Linked DNA regions of Mus musculus: region 2 is linked to region 1. Evidence: chromatin contacts called from public HiChIP or PLAC-seq data. All regions are on one chromosome and are shown on one strand. The core of a region is the stretch at or near the end of the contact, and the rest is flanking DNA. Distances in the headings are between cores, read along the strand shown.

Evidence for each region. HiChIP or PLAC-seq counts read pairs in DNA pulled down with a chosen protein or histone mark.
Region 2: an H3K4me3 HiChIP or PLAC-seq map of forebrain shows a contact between it and region 1, with 2.7 times the contacts expected there. The contact joins the promoter of F930026P19Rik here to the promoter of Clba1 in region 1. A contact is called at or near these places in 1 of 39 promoter capture datasets (pre-B cells), 10 of 484 Hi-C or Micro-C datasets (CD8 T cells, the HL-1 cell line, embryonic stem cells and 3 more), 6 of 115 datasets of contacts at active chromatin or transcription factors (embryonic stem cells, extraembryonic endoderm stem cells, forebrain and 2 more) and 2 of 9 other capture datasets (adipose tissue and liver).

The regions. Positions count from the first base shown.
Region 1 is chr12:112,805,098-112,812,926 of GRCm38.p6, reverse strand. It overlaps Clba1 (clathrin binding box of aftiphilin containing 1), which reads right to left and starts at 3,952. Exons shown (of 5, transcript NM_145450.3): 1 at 3,119-3,952; 2 at 1,917-2,053; 3 at 615-744. The coding sequence starts at 3,538. Gm52004 (a long non-coding RNA gene) reads left to right here. Exons shown (of 3, transcript XR_003950270.1): 2 at 1-1,025; 3 at 1,529-1,936.
Region 2 is chr12:113,136,391-113,144,219 of GRCm38.p6, reverse strand. F930026P19Rik (RIKEN cDNA F930026P19 gene) reads left to right here and starts at 4,080. Exons shown (of 4, transcript NR_165646.1): 1 at 4,080-4,162; 2 at 4,821-4,930; 3 at 5,336-5,483; 4 at 5,565-5,865. It overlaps Crip2 (cysteine rich protein 2), which reads right to left and starts at 3,984. Exons shown (of 7, transcript NM_024223.2): 1 at 3,606-3,984; 2 at 609-761; 3 at 65-205. The coding sequence starts at 3,648. Mta1 (metastasis associated 1) reads right to left here. Exons shown (of 21, transcript NM_001364622.1): 20 at 7,788-7,829; 21 at 7,014-7,702. The coding sequence ends at 7,552.

The DNA of each region.
Region 1 (7,829 bases), core at 2,703-5,202:
GTAAGATGGTCTTCCCAGTGCTGAGAGCAGGCAGGTATCCCCACTACAGAGACTCTCTGTCCGACATCACCCTGCCCTGTCACAAGTGTGTCATGCTAGTGTGGCTGGCACAGGGCAGTCTCTACCTCTCTGTGGCCATTTCTTAAATAGGAAGAGATTCCCACAGGCTTCCATGGTGGGGGCTAGTGGTCAGCTGATGGCTTTTCAGAAGTGATCGGATCCTGAGGGCTCCTTCCTCGTGCATGGTATTCGCTGCATTAATCCACCAGTGGGCTCATGATCCACCAGCATTACTAACAAGGGAAGGGAGTTTTAGGCCTAATTCTGGCTGAAGGACGTGCAGCATGGGTGGTGTGTCCTTGAGGGCTACAGCTTGCCTCTGATTGCTATTGTCACAGCAACCCGTTACTGTTCCTCTGCTTTCTGTCCACTCTGACACTTCCTTTCTATGACACCTTTCATCTCAGCACAGGCCCAGAAACATGGAACCCCACCACAGGCTGAAGTTGCTAAAAAGTGAGCCAACATAAATCGTTTCTCGCCTCCAGTTACTTTGCCTGGTGCGTCTCTGCAGCAAGCAGAGCCTGGCTGCCACCCGACCCAGGCCTCCTTACCTTCTGAGCAGCGTCTACACCAAGCACAGGAAGGAGGTTTTCCCGACAGTGAGATTCGCCCCAGAGACACCTCGAAGCAGACGCAGTGTCGGTGTTCTGCAGGGCTCTCCAGAGCTTCCTAGATTCAGAACTGGGAGAAAGATACAGTCACGACAGGGTGCCTCAAAGTCTTCCAAAACAATCCCTCCAGCCCAGCCCTGGCTCTCGTTAACCCAACGTTCACTATCAACCTGTCTTTCCTCTTATCTCTCACATGTGCCCTGCCTATGTATCTTCTCGGAGAAGGCCGGAGGCCAGATCCACTGGTGTGGTTCAAGCAAGTGCCTACCGCCGTGCCGGTCCCACATTAGATGCTCACGAGCTAGGATGACTCAATGAGGAAACACACAGAGGAGCCTGAATCGTGGCCCTGTGAGTACTGTGGGCCGCAGGGTGCCAAATGCTGGGTTCCCTCCTTTTTCCAAACACTCAAGTGTTTCTGAACATACAAGAGTGTTCCACCCTAAAGCAATACCCATCCTCCTGTCCCAGTGCCTAGCCTTGCCAAGCCTGACACCTGGGCCACCTTGGGCCTCTGAAGAACTTGTCCACGGCACAGCCACGACTAGCCTGCTGGGGCTCTCCCCATAGGCTATGCTTTATGGGAGCACCAGACAGCCAGGCACTGTTGGTCAAGGCCTTTGGGCCCCTGTGGAGAGTCTCCTGGGCAGGTTCTGGGTTGGCCCTGCATGGTGGTCAAAATAGATATGACAAGAGCCCAGAGTGTGACAAGGTTCTAAAAATGCCCGGGCCTGCTCGGAGTGTGCAGAGACCCTGAAGCATACCAGCCAGTTTTCCCTGGGCCCTGGGTGACAGAAAGCCTTCTCACCCTACCTTCTGCTCACTCAGTGCCTCAAGACAATCTCTTTTGTCAGGCCCTTAACATTGCTACTGTCAGCTGAGAGCATGTCCCTACCATGGCCAGTCAAACACGACGACGTGTGACTTTCTCCCGAGGCACACACAAGATAACCCTGAAGGTCAGTGGCTGTCCTGAGCTGTTTCCTATGACTGTGGCTGAGGGCCATTAGGGTGTCAGGGACCACTGAGCCAAGTCGCTAACAGCAGCCCTGAGAGGCCACACCAGGGGCACGACTGCAGTATTCATCTCTGCTGCCAGTCCCTCTGGAATGCTGTGGCCCACAGGTGGCCACGGGGACACTGCACCCTCTAGGAACAACCAAAAAAGCTTTGTGAAACCACATTAGCACACAAGAAACGCAGCCACAGCGCCACGGCGCAGTTCCGAGCTAAGTTCATTACCAGAGTCTCGGCACAGATGCAGCCCCTTCATTGCTTCTTTCCAAGAAATGGTCCAGGGAGCAAACGTCTTCAGGAGCCTGTTCCACGGCGACTTCTTGAAACGCAAGCCTAAAAACCTTCTCATAGCTGGGAATGGACTGGAAAGGAGGAACGTCCCAAGGTTAGGAGCAACGTACATACATTAGGTCACCTTGTCCCAAATACTCCACTCTAACATAAGTGTATTTAGTCCCTGGCTGCGTGCTCGGTTGGTGTTGCCGTCACTGACGACCGACGACACCACTACTCAGAATCTCCAGGCTATGTAAAACACAGTGAAAAACCACAGGCTCGCACATCTAAAACCCTGTCGGGGACACGTGGGGAACACTGTCCCTGTTTCCGTGTTGAGGTGCTGAGAAGTCTGTGTGAACGCCAGTGGGAAACAGGACTTCACTGTGGAAGGCTGTGAGTCAGGTGGGGTGGGGTGGACAGTCTGACAGTCTGAATCAGGTGGTGGCAGAGGCGGGGGGGGGGCTGGCAGGCGTTTGGGTTTTGTGTGAGTGTCCCCTGTGCCTGTGGTCTGCAGCTCAGCTGGGTACGCTTTCCTACACTCATCCAGTGTTTTCTGTAAACTTCCCACCATGCACAGATATTTTCTAACACTTCAACCAAGGTGGAGAAAGTGCTCGCTTTAGAAAGAATGTTAAAGCGCTGACTGCAGGAGGAGTGGCCCTCACAGCAGGCTACCCTGCCCCCACCTCTTTCTATTTATCCTCATCTGTGTTTGGGGTGAGCCACTGAGGGGAATGGCTCCGAGGCAGTGGAGGAGGCAAAGGTGTGGTCAGCTCTCAGGGCTGTGTGGGACCCTATGTCAGTCCCCTGACCAAGCCCTCTGTTCCTTGTCCTCCCCCCCCCCCCCTTTTTAGTTTGTTTTTCAAGATTAGGTTCCTCTGTGTAGCCCTGGCTGTCCTGGAACTCACTCTGTAGACCAGGCTGGCCTCGAACTTGGAGATTCGCCTGCCTCTGCCTCTTGAGTGCTGGGATTAAAGGCGGGTGGTGCCCAGCTTCCTTGTCCTCCTTTTAAGCAGAGGACAGCCAACCACACAGCAAAAGACAAACTAGGTGAGAAGAGAAGGCTAGCCAAACCCCCACATTCCCAGGGCACAGAGACTTGGGCAAAGTCTAATGACAAAATACTTCCCACTCAACCACGGAAATACCTCTGAAGATGGGCCAGCAGCAGTTCCTGTCACCCAGGGTCCACCCTGCTGCACCTGGCAAGAACTGCCCTCTTCGGGGACTGAAGGGGTTCTCAGCGGCTGACATTCCGTGGCTCTCCCCAGGAGTTCAAAAGACTGAGAAAACTGCTCCGACTTAGCTGAAGACTCCCGGAAGCCTTCGAACTCTCCCCACCCGCCGCTGAGCTCCCCCGGGTGTGGACAGCTGGTGGGAAGACCCTCATCCAGCCTGGAGCTGTTAGCGTTCGTGTCCGGCAGAACCACGGGACCGTCGCAGCAGATCCGCCTCCGTTCCAAACCATCACCACTCTGTCCTCTAGCTGTCTGGTGGGGGGACCCCTCTCCAGGCTCCTCTGCGAGGTCACTCACTGACTCTCTCCCCACCTCCTGCCCGCCTTGCATCTTGGTGTAGCCAGGCCAGCCGACCCGAAGGAAAGCTGCTCAAAAAACATGCAGCGGCTGAGCTGGAGTTGCCCAGGGCTTCCTGGGAGTGTTCACGTGCCTCCGTGGAGTCGACCCCTCCTGGCACTCGCGGATGACTAGTCCGGCACGGGGGCGTATCCTAGGGCCAAACAAGTGAGGCGAAGGAGGGCCTGTGGGCAGACGCAAGTCCTGGTGGATGAGCTGCAGAACCCGGTCTGCGAGGCCGGAGGCTGAGGGCAGGGAGCTCGGGGATCGCGTCCCAGACGGGAGTCTCGCGGGCTCCGGGACCAGGTCCCAGGCGCAGACGGAGGGGGTCCCGAGCTCCCAGAGGCCCGCAAGGCGCGCACCCACCTTCGCCGCCGCGACGCGCCTCCCGGCGCCCGGCGGGGAGATACTACAGCCAGCTTAGCCGGCAACCAGCGCCGCGCGTTGCCCGGCAACGATGCGTGCCAGCAGGCTTCCGGCGTGCTTTAAGTGTCGTCAGCACGCCACCGTGTGGCGTGGCCAACAGCGCCCCGCCCATGCCCATCCTCTCCCGACTACCACTTATGTTGCTGCGGACTGGAGGATGCTGGCAGCTCTGCAGTGGGTCCCAGCCTGCTATCGTGACTGGTCTTTCTGCCTCCCCCGCCCTACAAATATCGGTGGGAGCAGTTCTCTTTTTATTATGGCGCCCAGTGCCTCTGTGTCCGATATGTCCCTTGCAGTCGCATACCTGGCCCTGGAGTAAGGCCACTGCCACGGTACTGGCCCCTCATCCCACACCCTCCGGCCCTGGTTCCTTGCTCTCCTATTGGATGCTTTCTCAAGTCTGGAAGCTATGGGGAAAACTCTGTCTACCTGATTTAGTTCAGTTCCAGATCACATTCCCTTCTGCAAGAATGAGCGTCTACTGCCTGCAGAGTAGGAGAGCCACTGCCCTGCCTCGTGTGCTCACAGTCTGGGCCGGGTCACCAGCCGGACCCAAGGCGGAGCAGGGTCAGTCTTGGTCATGGACAGGCAGAGACTCACAGGCCCCTGCAGGGCCCTGATGAACTAACCTTGCCCCTCTCCCAGCCCCAGCCACAGAAATCCTTGGCCCTTTCCATATGTCCCCATCCTGAGCTTCATGAAGTCAGCCTTCAGCCTGTCACATCTTTATCCAAGTCACCCTAGACTAGCAGCCATTAACAACCTCCCCTGAGAAAGAGGTGGGTCAGGCCTGCATCTAAACCCAACTTCAGCCCCTTCCTCTATACTCAGATTTCCCCCTGGACTTCCCTAGGCCCTGCTCTGTCCTTTGCATGAATTATGCAGTCCCTCATCCCCTGCCTCCTCAGGAGAACTACTGGAAAATTTGATTTAAAAGTGACAAGATGAGATCATTCGCTGCATCTTGGACCACAGCCTTCCCCATTCCCCTGGGCAGACGAGCCTGGCACTGTTCACTGAGGCTTGCGGGCAGAGAGCTCAGGACCATGGCTTGGTGCAGCTATTCCCAGCTTTCCCAGTGGCCCGGTAGGATGGTGCAGACACAGTCTGTGTTTACAGACACTGGCTTGTTTGCCTCACTCTGACCCAGCAGGTCCTGCTCTCGGTCCGTTCCCAAGGCTCCAGTTCCCCTCACCTGCTGCCCTTGCTGACTTTGACGTCTGGGGAGCTGGAAGGACAGGAAAACTGAGGCCTGGGCCCACAGTGGGACACACAGTGGCAAAGGACTGGGCTGCAGCGGGTCTTCCCACCTTTAGTGTCTCCTCATGTCTGTCTCGCTTTCAGCTCTGAAGCAAGACTTCCAGAACGATTCCAGTTCTTCTGAGTCCACGTTGGGGTGATCTGTGTGACCACTGAGCTGAATGATGGTCCCCAAAGATATCCACGTCATAAAATCCAGAAGCCATGAATATGAGACCTTAAAAAAGGGAGGGGTGTTCTGTATGAAACTAAAGAGGTGAGAAAGCTGGGTATGGTGGCATAGGCCTGGCACACCAGCCCTGGAAAAGATGAGGCAGGAGGATCAAAAGTTAGAGGCCAGCCTAAGCTACATGGTGAGTCTGAGACTAGCCTGGACTAAATGGTGAGACCCTGTCTAGAAGGAGGGAAGACAAGAGAGACGGGTGGAGAGAGGTGTGTGAAGATCCTAGCAGTGTCCCCAAGACTCAGGGCAGCAACCATGCCAGCATCCCGGATAGGCAGAGTGAGCGCATGTCATTCTAGCCCAGTCTGTGATATTTTTTCATAGCAAACATGGTAAACTGATAGACCTCGGTGCACCCTGGGGACCTTACTGAAAAGATGCTGCCCTGAATGGACAGAGGCAAATTTAACGTTGGTGCCTAATAGTGACTGAAGGAGGTCAGACAGCCCAGATAGGTGGGCAAAGGAGGCAGTGGCTCTACTTGGATCTGTAGAGCAGGGTGGGCCAGAGGGTAGAGGGGCCTAATGTCAGGGTGTGAGCAGCTGGGCTGTGAGTCCTGAGTGGCCGTGAAGGGGCAGAGCCAGTGTGCTGGGGGAAGGAGCCCTGACCGACTTCTAATCCCTCACTTGTCCCTCCCTCTCTTCCCCCGAGTTCTTCTGCCCCAGGGTGGTGCTGCTGTGCCCAAAGCCTACAGTCAACCTGGTGGCTCCCAGGTCACCTGACACTAAGGACTGGTTGAAGAAGCTGTCCTAGAAGTCACAGGGATCTTCCCGTGAGGTGGCAGGGGTCACATCCCTGTCTCTGCACCTGTGGTTTCTGGGCCGTAGGGCCAGTCCGGAGCTGCCCAAGTGCCGGGTTGGCCTGCTTAGTCTACTCCTTTAGGGGCAGCAGGGCACCCCAATATGCCCCTCCAACTCCCTACTTCCTAATCCCGGCTGTGTTCTGAGCTACATGGACACAGGGATAGGAAGGACCTAGGGGCCATGCCCAGACCAGACAGATATTCAGCACTGGGGAAGATGAAGCAGATGGAGGCAGGGCCCCTGTGTTCAGGGAACTGGGGTGGTGGGACTCTGGGCAAGGGCCTCCCACTGTGGACCTGCAGGCTTGGAGCCTGCAGGCGAGGGAAGGACTGAAGTAGGCAGGGTGACTTGTGGGAAGAGTGGTCACAGATGCCACCACCTCCTGCATGCCTGTGGGCTAGGGTGGGGCAGGGCCATGATGATAGCAAAACTATTTTTGCCATGCTGCTGCGGCTGCTGCAGGATGCATCAATCATTGATGCTCTGGGCATCACGGCCAGCTTTTCGGGAGAGGCAGTGGAGCATCGGGTCAGGCAGGTGGGTGGTGGCAGTGAGCGAGGCAGCCACAACCATATCAGGCCCAACCCCCTCTGGACCTCCAGCCCCCCCCAAGGGTCCAGCTTTGGTGGTGGTGGAAGATCATGGGGTATTACAGAGCTACATAGCACCCCTGAGTTGATGTTTAGAAGGGGTGGTGGTGAGAAGCCTTTGTGTACTGGCTGTGGCTGTGAGTTGGGTCATTTCCCCACATGCTGGGCAGGGGGTATCAATTCCTGAGCTAGACTTGGCCACAGGAGCTTTCCCCAGCAGGGCATCTGTCTCCAGAGGAGAACACAGGGAGGAGGCTGGGGCTGGAGTGTGGTGCCGGGAACTCCTGGCAGCACATTGCTCTGCAGCAGAAGATGGCCAGGCTTTAGAGTGGGGGAAGGGACAGTAGACGGAACATAGCAGGTTCCCCACCACACACACCTTCCTCCCCCGTTCCTGTTCACTGTGACCCCAGGTCTAGGTTTCGGTCTCTGAATTCTACCAGTGATGGGCAAGTCTAACTGGGCCCTGGGAGCAAAGGCTGACTCTCGGCTGGTCCACCCAGATAGGTGCAGCCTGGCCTCTAGGACAAGATCTTCCAAAGGCATAGAGAGCGAAGCACAGCCCGTGAGGCCCCAGGAGCACTGCTCAGGAGTGAGCAGTAGCCCCCCTGTATTCTGTACATACCTGTATACACATGCACCTGAGTGTATACACAGGAGTATGTGTGCCTGTCTGTGTGTACTGGGACAGATCCAAGGTGTCCTGTGGTGTATGTATGGTTTTGTTTTTCTGTCTGTGGCTCTTCCCCGAGGTGGATAGCTCTTTAGGGAGATGCCCCAAAGTGTCTGGTCCTCTCACTGTCTGTAGTCTGGCCTCTCACCTAAGTGGGATCTTCCAGGAGTGCGGCGGCTCGAGTCCCCGTGTTAGGTCCTCACCTTGCCTTGACAGTCAAGCTGAAGTTCTAGTGCTTGGCTCCTGGCAGGCAGAGATGCATCTGCCAACAAGCCCTGAGTCTGGGAGTAGGCAAGAGAAGGGAGAGCCC
Region 2 (7,829 bases), core at 2,831-5,330, 330 kb before region 1:
TGAAACTGGGTCAGGGTGGACCTTGGTTACCCATATCCAACTCCCACCCAGAGCCCGTCCCCACCTTTGCTGGGACCCTTGGGGGGGCCGCTGGTCTTTCGCTCCTCAGTTCTCACCACAGGGACCTCGATGGGGCCAGTGACCTGAGGGGCCTCGGTCTGAGGCTTCTCGTAGATGTAGGAGCCAGCGCCCCCGATGTTCACGCCTGTAGATGATGGGTATGCCAGGAGATTAATGGCTAGAGGCCCTGACCCCACCCATCTCACACAGAGCTTCTCCCAAAGTTGCTTCTTGGCTTTCAGGATAGGAAGGGCACAGGGAAGGAAAGAGCAGACCAAGCCCCAACATACACAGGAGCTGTCCCAGGTCTGAGGCTCCAGCATACACAGGGGCTGTCCCAGGTCTGAGGCCTGGCTAGGACCCTGCTCACTTTGTTTGTTTGTTTGTTTGTTTTTGTTTTTCGAGACAGGGCTTCTCTGTGCAGCCATGGCTGTCCTGGAACTCACTCTGGCCTTGAACTCAGAAATCCCCCTGCCTCTGCCTCCCAAGTGCTGGGTGGGATTAAGGAGTGCTCCACCACTGCTTGGCTGGGACCCTGCTTACTTTACCTTTGGGTCCAAACAGCGTGGCATAGCAGGGCTTGTGGCAGAAGGGCTTCCCATCATGCTCAGCATGGCCGCCGGGGGTCAGTGTCTTGTTGCAGCGCTCACACTTGAGACAGAACTTGTGCCAGTCCTTGCCCAGGGAGCTCACCTTCTCAGCTGTAGAGAGGAAGAGGAGGAGGAGGTCAAAGCATCGTGCCTGTTCCTCCTCTTCTTGCAGTCCAGAAGGTTCCAGGTCCCACACCCTTGCATTTTACATCCCCTGGCAGACATCAAGCTCCACTCCCACCCCGCCCATGGTGACTCCGAGATTAGGCTACTGTTTACAGAGACTCCCTCAGCCATCCTGGAGCCCTTTGTCCTTGCTCATCCCGAAAAAGTGGTCTCAGGCTGTGCACCTGGTTTAACCCCTCAGTGTCTTGCTCTCTGCACCTATTTATTATACCTTGCTCCTCAAAACCTCACCCTCATGGTGCGTCTCCTCACACCTCTCCCCCTCCCCACAGAGCCAGGCAGAGTCCCCGAGGCCAAGAGAAAAGCCCTTGATTTTCAGCACCAGGTGAGGGAACACCAGTCCTGGCTGCCGCGGGACCACCAGGAAAGATCCCTATTTGGTTTCCTCGTCCTAAGCCCTGAGACCTCACTCCACCCAACCCACTGCCTCCAGCTGCCAGTTTGGCGCCAAAGGTTTGTGATGAGCAGCTGAGGGCTGTGGACCCCACCCCGCAACCGCCAGGGCAATGACTGCCGAGCCACATCCCAATGGACGGAAGCCTGGGCCTCCCCAAGGGAGTAAGGCAGGAAAAGGGTGGAGAAGTGGGCAGGAAGAAGGGCCTGAGCTGAGAGCAAGCAGAGCCGGAATTCCAAAGGGAAGGGGCCAGGCCAGAGTGGCGGGGGAGGAGGGAGGGGTGTTTATGCTTGCTTGGCTCTGGCACTCCACTCAGAGGATAACAGAAACAGCCAGCTCTCCAGCCTTCCTTTCTCAAGAGCGGCCCACTGGTCCCTCTGGGGCCATGCCTCCTCTGGACAACCTTGGCAAACGCCAGGGAGCACAGCCTACTGTGAGAGACCCCTCCCCCTGCTGGGAAGTGCTGCCGCTGGGCAGCAAGCCTGGATCCTCCATGTGGCTAAGTCTGGCTCTCCGCAGCCCTAACTTGCTGGACACGGGCAGGTGTTCCCCAGGAACCCCCCACCCGACCCTTGTCCTGGGACAGTACTGTTTAGTTTCCTTTCCTAAGACACAGGTGAGCCAGAACAGGCAGGAGCTACCTGGATGGCAAGCAGGCTTGGCTCCCATGCCTGGCATTCTTTCTTGGGACAGTGATAAGATTGTTGGGATGGTCATCAGTGGCTGTGGCAGCTGCAGCTCAAGGCTGCCAAAACCACTATGTTCTGGCCAGCTCTGGGATGTGGGCCATGTATGGGGCAGGGAGCTGACCCTCAGACCCACTGGTTGGGTCGATGGCCCCATTACAGACCCAAATTGGGAATACAGCATTGATTAGGTCTAATAGCTTGGAAGGGAATGGTCTCCCTACTTGGCCATGTGTTCTGGAAGAAAAATCGGACTCACAGCACCCTGGGGTCCCTTGGACCTAGCGTTTACTCAGAAGTGGACTGCCAGGGCACAGCCTAGCTGGGCAGAGAGGGCATTATTCTGGACCCCCATCGCCTTCCCACAGAACAGAAGCCAGCCGACTCTGAGGAGCCTTTGTTTTCTGCTGAGAGCCAGAGGCGCCCAAGCAGGCAGAGTGCTTTTTCCGGGTGCCCTGTTGGCCAAGGCCCCAGAGAGTCCAGAGCTGGCCTGGTCTGGAGCAAAGTCATACAGAGAGGCCCTGAAGACCGTCTTCACTCGGGGGCTTGTTAAACATCTCTCTGTAGGAAAAGGGCTGAAATCAGGCAATCTGTCCCCTCCAGGAGGCAACAGGAAACCCCTGGCTCCAGGCCACCCAGAGCAACTCCAAGCCAAATCCGGTCCCTCCACTCTGGGAACAAACAAAAGTGGCCTCTCCTCTCCTCCCGTCATCTGAAGTTCACTGACCTGGACACTGCTGTTTGGGGAAGAGCATAAGAGTCCCTGTCCTTTCATGTCCCTGTCTTCCTCTATTCTGGCCCTGAGTCTATTTTTCAGTGGCAGCTATACTGCTACTCTGGCAAAGTTGCTCAGCTAGGAACACAGCCCCAGGAGGTTAGCAGATCAGGAACCAGGGGATGCTTGATAAAGGTGATTGCCTTCAGGGGCTACCTTAGCAGGAACCAATTCCTGCATACCATAGCTTCCTTCCCAGATGGCCTTGACCTCCAAGAGGCCAGGGTCCTAGTCACCCAGTGCACTCTCAAGCTCATGGAGAAATACGTGTCACCATGCCCCACCCCGGGTGAAACTGCAGAGGCAAATGGCCAAGAAAAGGAGCAAGCTGGGGCATGTAAGAGGCAGAAGCCAAGGTCGCCCCCGCTTGGACTGAATCCGAAATCCCAGACCTGGCCCAACGGCCTGGGCAGAGGTCGAAGTGAGCACTGGGGTCACTCACTACTATGGGTCACACTAGTGGGCCCATGTGCAGGCTGGGAAGCAGCCATAAGGTGAAGAGATGCCGGAAACCAGGGGATCTCAACGGACCAGTCTCGGGCGTCGGACCTCATTGGATCCCGCCCCGAAGAGCGTCCCTGAAGAAGGGCGATAAGCTGAACATGCGGGTGGCCAGGAGGGCGCTCCTGGCCCCGGCCGACCAGGACTTTGCGTACCTAGACCAGTGCCTACCGAGCGCTTCGGAACCCACCCGACGCCACCCGCTTCTCCAGAATCCCAGATGGTATCCCTCGCCCCGCGTAGCACTACCTTCGAGCCTCGGGCCGCACCCGCGAAAACAGCGTGGCGAGCTTAGCTACCGATCGGATCGCGCATCCCAAGACGGTGGCTGCGCACCCCATCCGTGTACATTCCGGGGTGTGGCTCTCAGCCAGGAGCCTGGAGGCGAAGGCGGACGGCGGGTGGATACTCACCGAAGTATACGGTCTTGTCACACTTGGGACACTTGGAGGCCATGGTCGGTGCGCTCGGTCGGTCCGCGCCCTCCACCCGCGCTCGTCTCTGTGCCGCCGCCCGCGCCTGCCCCGCCCGCCCCCGGACGTCGATTGGCTCCGAGACCTGGGCGGGGCCTCTGGAGCCCGCCCCCTAGACGCCAGCAGCTGGGCGCGCTGCAGGCGGGGCGCACCTGCCAGGGTCGGAAGGGCCCGGCCTAGCGCCCCCTACCCCGGAGTGAGGTGGCGTCCACAGGGATCGCCCGAGGATTCCATGGCCACATAGTGATCTCTAGCTGTAGAACGGACTTGGGATCCCCAGCTTTAGGTCTCGAGGTCCGGGCCTGCTCGTGGTAGAAGGGGGCACGAGAAGCCCGCGGGACGCGCCCCCGCCCCTCGCGCCTCCCGGCGCCGCCTCCCTTTGTTGCCTCGTTTCTATAGCAACGGTCTCGCAGCACAGAAGCACGAAGCATCGGATTCCGGGCGGGGCGCCGCGGTCCTGTCTGTGGTGCTGAAGGAGGGGCGGGCGAGGCTCACTTGTAAGCGCCACCACTTCCAAAAACAGCTTAAGAAACCACTGGGATGAGTGGGGGCGGGGTGGCGTCAGCCAGAGCAGGCTCTGACGGGGCCGCAGGTGCACTTGCCTCTAAGGCACTTTTATCCTTGGAGGAATGGGGTACCTGCGAATTTCCTCCGCGGCAAGTGTTGTGGGCTAATACCCCCTTCTGTGAGGTTGCTGCTGCTCTTCCTCAGACTAAGAGTCTCTGACTCCCACAATGCTGGCCCCAAAGCATTCTGTAGAGCAGCAGAGCCAGAAATCCTGCTTGTCCTCAGAATAGTCCCCTTCCAGTTTCCTTCCCACTAAGGGCTTGCTTGCCGTCCCACCCTCCTTACTTTCTGACTCCCATGGACCTACAGGCCTCTCTCTGAGCCTCTTGACCCAACCTGAGCCTTGGGCCTGGGGAACAAACACTCTACAAGTCTCAAACCCTGATGACCCTGCCCAGTATGGACAGCTGACTCCAGAGAAACCCCTCCCACACTTTCCTCACTGCCGTGCTGGAGACCCACATTTCATTTCTGTGTCCAGCCCATGGACTGGGAGCCAAGTGGTCCCAGGTACCAGGCATGTTGGTAATCCCTGGCCTACTCTTATAGCTCCATGTGGTGGCCTTCCTTTGTACACATATCCTGCAGTAACTGCCATTTCCATGGTGACAACAGCCCAGAAACGTGCCACCCCCTCCAAGCCTGACTGACCAGCCAGACCAGCTCCCCCTGGCACCTGTGGACACATGCCAGCCAAGGTGAGAGGCAGGCAAGGAAGCCTTCCTGGACAGACCCTTCGCTCACAGCCAGGTTCCTGTTCAGGCTGAATGTATAGGTGTCCTGACTTCCAACCCAAGCATCCATTACTGCGCCCCCTCCAGCTTCCCATTTAGGAGTCCTGTGGACCTCTAGGTACCAGCCTGCTTGACCACTCCACCGCTAATATCTGCCGTGAAAGACAGGGCTGACTGGGCTAAGCACAGCTAGTCTTCTAAAAAGGCCTCAAGGGTGCCCGGCCACAATGAGAGTGGATAGGAGTAGGCCCCCTCCCGGGGCAATCCTGGCTGGATGCCCAGGGCGAGAAGGGGATGGAGAGGGCCGGGTAAGAGTTCCTAATTGCTGCTTCTGTCCTACCTCCTCTGCTGGGTCCCTGGATGATGAAGGAGGGCTATGGGGCTGTTGTGAGCCTGGCAGGAAGGCACACGGGCCAATGACAAACAGTAACCTTGACCTCCACACCTGAGGCTGTAACAGGATCGCATGGGCAGGCACAGAAAGGCACCTCTGGACACACACCAGCCAAGGGAAGAGGTAGGTAGAGGCTTCCACAGTGCCTTTTGGGACAGGGTCCCTCCTTTCTCAGCTAGGATGGACTCATTTGTGTCCTGGTAGATGGTGTGGTGTGGAGCAGGTCAGCAGCTCTCTTCTCTAGGGCCCCAACAAGATAAGAAATACAGTGGAATTCTATCTTCACGTGTCCTGTCATCCAGGGCAGGGTCACAGATCTACCGTGGGAACCTATGGCCAGGAATGGTAAGGCCTGGAATGGAGGCTCTGAGCTACGTCCAGGTCGTCAAGTCAGCACCAGTCTCTCGGGTCACTGCCTGACCATTGTAGAATGGGTCCTACCTGTTTTTCTCATTAAAAGGCTTCAGGATAGTGTAGATTACTTTCCTGGGCCCATGAACCACCAGCCTATGTCTAATTCCCGTTCTTCACCTTGGCTTTCATGTCCAATAGTCTTGGCCCTGTTTCTATAGTGGGCACTGGAGCCCACTTAGGAATGTCAGTAAAAAAGAGACCTGTGTCTGTGGAAAGCTGAGGGAACTAGGCCAGAAGGGGCTTCGTCTGGACCTCGATGGAGCCATGCTCCCCAGACTCCCGATGGGAAAAGGACTCACAGGAGGCCCTTGAAGAGAGTAGTGGAGGACAAGGTAGAGGCCAGAGCAACCGGGAGAAGCCCAATGACCCTGGGGACGTGAGTAGGGTATATGTCACAGCACTGTCCCGGACACCTGGCCTGTCACCCCGATAAGCCCCATCACAAGCTCAGGGAAGCTGAGATACCCCTTATCTGTATCTCAAGTGGGAACATAAATGGTTTCTATTTTAATCCCGACTGCGATTTCTACACATCACAGGCGCCTGAGGAGGGCAAGGGGGGCCAGGAGGCAGGGGCCAAAAGACTCCACTGTTCCCAGAAAGGGTCTGAGCCTCCTCTTGGCCAGCTGAGGCTGCAGCAGCCTGAGGGGCGATGGCCTGCAGAGCCAGACCTCCTCTCTCCCTCCCGTAGCTGGCCAGGCCCGCACCTGTCTCTGGGCCTGCGAGGCTAAGCGCAGGCAGAGATAGGATTTCTGAGCAGAAATATGAGCAAATTCTTGAGAAAAGCACACCTGCCAGGGCAGCACAGCTTAGCACAGAAAGCCCGACAGCTGGGGCAAGGGATCTGCTGGGCACAGGGGGTGGGCCCTGGACCTTAAGCTTCTGTGCCAAGCTGACCCAGGTAGAAAACCCTGGTAGAAAAAAGTTGTGGGGCCTCAGGTAGGGTCAGCTCTCAGTGTGGCACGTGAGACACTGTTTCTGCACAAGGCATCCTCTGTGCCCAGTCCCCCTTGGAAGGGCAGCAGGCCCTTGACCAAAGGCCTACAGGAATAGGTCTCAGAGTGATATTCTCTGCCAGCCTGAGTAAGACCCCCAGCGCTAAGCTGACCCTAGCTATGGCTACTGCCCATCTTTCTGCCAAGGGATGCCCTGGGTATTCTGGGTATTGGAGCAGCCTAGGTTCATGGCCCTAACTAAACCAGGAGAGGGACTGGGAACAAAAGACGCAGAAGGGCTTGGTGGGGTTTTCCTTTTTATGAGATTTTTTTCTTTGTTTTTGTTTAATATGAAAATTACTTGAAAAGACAGGGGACCAACCCTGCAGGCAGCTTGGCCGCTGCTGGCTGCTGCACCAATCCTAACATCCAGGTGTAAGTTACAGAGCTCAAGTTCATCTACAAAAAAGTAATAAAAATAAAATTTAAAATGGCACCTTCAACAGAACACAACAAAACCTTAGAGCCCACCCCGGGTGAGAAGCCCTGCAGCACACGGCCCAGGGCGCTCCTCAGCTCTGCTCCAGCCAGAAAGTAAACACAAAGCTAAAAAAGACTCCTCCTCGGTGTCTCGGAATAAGTTAGACCACACTTCTTCCCCACATGTCCACCAGAGGAGCAGTTTCTCTGCATGTGAGGGCGGGAGTTGGGGCACTACGGAAACAGAGGGTGGGGTGGGCAGCAGTCTGGTGGGGGAGGGAGGCCGCTTGGCCTCTGCAGGCCTCACTGGATACTCTGGGGCTGATGGAGGGGCCCAGGCAGGCCACGGTGTGGGTGACCGCCTAGTCCTCAATAACAATGGGCTCATCATTGACTGGTGCAGGTGGGGGTGGCCGCAGCGGCAGGGCCTGGCTCTGGCGCAGGGCAATGGGTTTGTAGGGCCGGCGGGCAGCACGCTTGGTTTCTGAGGATGAGAGCAGCTTTCGGATTTTCCTGTGGGAAGAGGTAAGCCAGTACAAATCAGAGGGTGGTAGCTGAAGACTCTCATATCCCGTCCTTTCCCAGAAAAGGCTCCAACCTGGTCTCTTCGGTGGCCATGTAAAATACATCATCTGGGGCG